Linked DNA regions of Columba livia: region 1 is linked to region 2. The links are chromatin contacts, called in public Hi-C maps. All regions are on one chromosome and are shown on one strand. The core of a region is the stretch at or near the end of the contact, and the rest is flanking DNA. Distances in the headings are between cores, read along the strand shown.

Region 1 (2,700 bases), core at 51-2,550, 700 kb after region 2:
CCTCTGTCTGAAGGACATTTTGGGATTAGATGTATTAGTCTGCTACGTCCTTAAGGGCTGCAAACCTCTGGGGTGAGTTTTACCATTTCACAAATTTTCTTTCAGGAAAAAATGGCACCACTTCGTTTTAGCTTAGTTGGTGCAAACCACTGAAAAGATCTAAATAGAACCTCATTATTGGAAGAGTAGTTGGCTTTACATGAACTAAAGCTTCAGCTTAAGTGATCTAAATAATCAACTTTTAACAGAAAAAAATTATGAAAGGTTAAAAAACGCATCTTAACAAAATCAGTTTATATTCACATGTTCAGACAAGCCTATAAAATCTTCCCATGCATGCTTACACTTGTCTAAGTACTTAACTCTTGTGCATTTTTTAGTATTTTTGAGCGTGTTTGCACGGGGCACAGCACAGTTCTGCCCTCCTTCCTCCAGAGCCTCTTCTGTGTTCACCCTGCACAACCCCTGCTGGGGCTGACCCCGCAGCCTTGTTCTGGCGTTGAGGCAGGGTGATAACCACACGGTCCCAATGCATTATCCTTACAGAGAGGGAATTTGGGATTTTTTTTAAGTGCTTTTGTTTGTTTGTTTCCTGTTTTCAAAGACCTTTCCTGGTGCCCCATGGGATGTTCCCCCACGACCGCCCAACCCCAGCACTGTCCCTCAACAGCCGCAGGCCGCTGGGCTGCTTCCCTGGTGCTTTCTCACTTGCCCAGCCAAGACGTGCCAGAAAAACAGTATTCACCAAAAAAAATCTGATTTTTTTTTTTTTTTTTTTTTTTTTTTTTAAATGAGACAGTCTCAGCCCTTCCTGCTTTCTGTCCTATCATGATGAGGGAGCCAGGGTCTTCTCCATGACAACCAACGAGGGGCAATGGGTTCAAACTGTAACACAAGAGGTTCCACTCAAATAAGAGAAGAACCTTCTTCTCAGTGAGGGTGGCAGAGCACTGGAACAGGCTGTCCAGGGGGGTTGTGGAGTCTCCTTCTCTGGAGACATTCAAAACCCGCCTGGACACATTCCTGTGTAACCTCATCCAGGTGTTCCTGCTCTGGCAGGAGGATTGGACTAGATGACCTTTTGAGGTCCCTTCCAATCCCTGACATTCTGTGACTCTGCTACTGCGGGACTTCTCCTGGGGCAGCCAGCTCGGAAACGGGACGGCTCAGCCCCTGCCCACCGGCGCGCTCGGGCCCTGACGACCCTTCGGCCGCCGGAGGGGACAGAGGTGCGTGTCTTCATAGCCCGGCCAGCCCCCCCAGCCCGCCACGAAGCCGCCCGCCCTTACCCAGGCCTGCGGGGCGGGGGCGGGGCGGGGGCGGGGCGCGGGGAGGGCGGTGTCCATGGAAACCGGGCGCACGCGGAGCGCCGCCCTCCTTCCCGCCGGGCTGCCGCCGCCGCCATGATGCTGCTGGGCCGCGGGCTGGACGCCAGGTAACGGGACGGTGAAGGGCGAAGGAGGCCCCGGGTTGTCGCCGTTTCGTCGCTTGTTGCGGGTCCCTGCCCGCCCCCGAAGGGCTGCTCCCGGGGGGTGGCGGGGCGGGGGCTGGCTGCGTGGCCTGGCCTCGCCGGGCAGAGGGGGAGGCCGTGTTCCAGTCAGGGTACCGGGGAGCGGCGTGGGGGTCTGGGGCGATGCGGGCCCAGTTCCCCTTAAGGCAGCTGAGCGCCGTAGGGGTGGGGGATCCGCCTCTTTTCCTCCGGTAGAGGCCGCAAAACTTTTCTAGTTTAACGGGCTGTGCAGAGGTGAAGTAAAGACTTGGCGATTTTATTGGGCCTCTCAGTGACAATTTTGTGGCTGCCTCTGAGCGGTCACAAATAATTAGGAGGGGAGAAAATAAAACCTTTTCACACCCTCATCTAAGGAAATGTAGTGTTTCATGTCCCAAAATTCATTGTATGGGAGTACTGTGAGATCAAAATTGTAAAGCGGGTGAGGAAACATGCTTGTGGCTTCCCCCTGGGAGAGGAACACTTTCTGACATGAAGGCCTTACAATAAAATAGGAAAGATGTACCATTTTTGAGAATTTACCACATAGTATTAATTTTGAAAAACAACTGGGCTGCATCAAAAGAACTGTGACCAGCAGGTCGAGGGAGGTGATTCTGCCCCTAAACTCTGCTCTTATTTGGCTCTGGGGCTCCCAACGTGAGAAAGACATGGACCTGTTGGAGCGACTCCAGAGGAGGCCATAAAGATGATCAGGGGGCTGGAACAACTCTGCTTGAAGACCGGCTGAAAGAGTTGGGGTTGTTCAGCCTGGAGAAGGCTCCGGGAGCAGCCTTCCAGTACCTAACAGGGATCTACAAGATCTACAAGAAAGCTGACTCTTGACAAAGGCATGTAGTGATAGAACAAAGGGTAGTGGCTTTATACTGAAAGAAGGTAGATTTAGATTAGCTATAAGGAAGAAATTCTTCACCATGAGGGTGGTGAGACACTGCAACGGGCTGTCCAGAGAAGCTGTGGATGCCCCATCCCTGGAAGTGTTCAGGCCAGGCTGGATGGGGCTTTGAGCCACCTGGTCTAGTGGAAGGTGTCCCTGCCCATGGCAGGGGGTTTGGGACCAAATGATCTTTAAGGTCCCTTCCAACCCAAACCGTTCTATGATTCTGATACTTAATGACACCCTTACTTTCCCACTCACTGGGTGAAACCTTTCCTGTTCAAATGGTTCGATGCTCAAGCATGCCCTGGAA
Region 2 (2,700 bases), core at 31-2,530:
TTGCGTATTTTTCAATTGTTTGGACTTTAGCGTAACACTTTCCTTTTCCATAAACGCATACAACATTCCCTAAATTGTTGTTATTGTTTGATCTGATTTTTATGGCCATAAACTCATGCCCTTACCAAAACTGAAGAATCCTTCACTGACCAAGTGGCCCTATTAATTTCACTGAAATCATTTAAACATTAAGTTTTCTACTGAGTGACGATAGCACAATCTGGTTGAAATATGGACTTACAGCGGAACATTAAATTAACATCATATTTTGGATTCAGAATTACACACAGCAGCCATCTGTAAGATGTATTCATGTTTTGCTAACCTTTACTAATTTGGCCACTCAAAAAAAATTCTTATCAAATATGTTAAATTATATATAACAATTCTGTGTTAGTGTCTGCTGAATAGCATACTCCTTTTTCATGTCTGGTAAAAAAATTTTAAACCTCTTTCTGTAAAAAAAGTTCTTGCTCAAAAAGAAAAAAAGCACCCATCTGTCATCCACTTCACAATGAAGACATCACTTTAACTTACTACCCTCCCTTTGTTTCAGCCCCGTGTTCATTTTCTCTACATGCCACATTTTCCAAAATGATGGATACATTCTGCTATACCCATTCTAAGTTAATCTCCTTTTTCAAATTTATTTTTGCCTCCTGAATTGTAAACTGCTGCTGTTGTTCAAATGCAAAATTGTCTAAAGTCTGAACTTCACTGAAAGTAGAATGCCTCAAACAATTTGTAGTCTTACAAGAGTGTTATAAAGAAGGATCAACATGTTGTATTACCATGGAAATTTTGAAAAACATACTTTCCCAAACAAATATTACTTTTTCTCAATGGTATGAAGTAATGAAAACCACATGTGTAAATCTGCGATCCGTGCAGTAGTTCAAGCTGCAGCTAATAGAAAATACAGAGAGTGAACTCTGCCATATAAAGGATTCTTGTTACAGAAATATAATGTGAAAACCAGATGCAGACAGAAAACCTTAATCACAGATGGGAATGTAATCACTGGCATACAGAATACTTTTTTGATCAATCTCAACCATATGAGAAATGTATTTATTTTCTAAGGAATGCAATAACTCGGGAGAACCTTCTATTTGAATTCAGTTAACCTCATATTCATAGCGCTTTTATCTTATATGTGGAGAGAAGGGGGAATATAATCTGAGCCAAGATTTTTAGAAGAGCCATTGGCTCTGGCAAATCATTCTTGTATCAGCTTATCTTTCAAGGAATTAATAGGATGTAAAGACTACAAATATCAGGGTCAGCCTCAAAAGAAATCAGCCATTATTGCACTTCCTAGTTACTGCCAGAAATCCCTTCATCACCCAAGCACTTCCCTGGTTTAATTTTGCCCTTAATACATGGTTCTTCAGAAATACCAAGAGCAGCACACTGTTGCGCTGAAGTTCTGCGAATCAGAACTGCAGTCCTACACCAAATAACGTCCTTACTAATTCATAAAACCTGAAGGGTCATGGGTTCAAAACCCAAGTTTAATTTGGGCTTCCTTCTAACTGCTGGGAGTGACACCCTCCACCACACAACTCATGGGTGACAGCAGGGAACAACGGACCTCAGCACACCGCAGCCGTACAGTTACATCAAGCGTCTCAAGGCGGATTGCCTTCTACCAACCACCCAGACCAAGGCAGAAGCAAGATAAACCCTGTCAGTTTTCACTGCTGGTAACATTTCTGTTCAGCTTTTAAGAGACAGATACACTACAGAAACAGTAAACTCCTCAAAATACGGAAAGTGCCATTAAGATCTGAAAATTAGGTTCAGAATTCAGGTCATCGATATGCTACCAGCAGGATCTACCTATGCTCAGCATCTTGAAGCAACCACTCCTACAGTTCATCAGTCTCATGGAAGACTTTCATTTGCCTAAGTGAGTTTTACATCTGGTGGTTGGACTGTGACGTTAGACTGCAACATTTAAAAAAAGCTTATGCTAGGAAATAAAACTTAAGCAAGAAAAAGCGTTCAGAGACAACAGATCTCCAGGCAGCTGGGCAGCAGCAGTGGCAGCGTACCTCCTGATCCTGCTGCACTCTCTTCCTGGAGATACTTGCTTTACCCAAGGGCATCACAGCTCTTTACGTAGCACTGGCTGACTGTCACAGTTCGCAACTGAGCTTTTTAAGGTTACCCAAAGTTAGTATTCATTTATTTTAATAGTACTAAATACAATAAACTGCAATGATTTGGTATCTGTTACACCAGAGGGGAGAGGGAATGCCAAAAACTTTTGATGGGCACAAGGCAGGCAGATTCTCCCTTTCAGAGCCTCTGTGTTCCATTACCATCATCCTATTTTACATACCTCCAGTACAGGGACACAGTTTCTTCAGGACCCTACTGCAGGACTTCCAGCAATGGCTCATCACAGGTGTTCATCAGTCTAATTCTGCTAAAGTTCCTGGAAATTTGGATGCCTGTATGCTAAGTGAAATCTGAAGTAAACTACTTGCTTTTTCCCTCCTATGTTAACAACTTGAAAACCACCTGATGAAAATACTTGGATTCCAGTACTGCAACAGAAGATTTTTCAACCATCTTATCTGTTCTGCCATTTAACTTCAAATTTCTGAGACTCTGGCACCGAGAGATAGTGCAGAAGTCAATTGTTAATACTAAAATAATACAGGCTGGATATGCTTGTCTTATTTCTAAACA

What was found. Hi-C and Micro-C count contacts between places; a contact is called where the count stands out from the background.
Region 1: a contact with region 2 is called in a Hi-C map of crop, with 3 times the contacts expected there. The contact joins the promoter of CIBAR1 here to the enhancer-like site in region 2. A contact is called at or near these places in 2 of 2 Hi-C or Micro-C datasets (crop and liver).

Annotation. Positions count from the first base shown.
Region 1 is chr2:137,238,481-137,241,180 of bColLiv1.pat.W.v2, forward strand. It overlaps CIBAR1 (CBY1 interacting BAR domain containing 1), which reads left to right and starts at 1,301. Exons shown (of 8, transcript XM_065053973.1): 1 at 1,301-1,435. The coding sequence starts at 1,404.
Region 2 is chr2:136,535,366-136,538,065 of bColLiv1.pat.W.v2, forward strand. All of the region lies in intron 1 of RUNX1T1 (RUNX1 partner transcriptional co-repressor 1), which reads right to left. Among named protein-coding and RNA genes, the nearest start is that of RUNX1T1, 18 kb to the right of the region's middle. Within about 2 kb of position 1,281, at least 2 of the 3 cell types and tissues checked have an H3K27ac peak away from gene starts, as active enhancers do.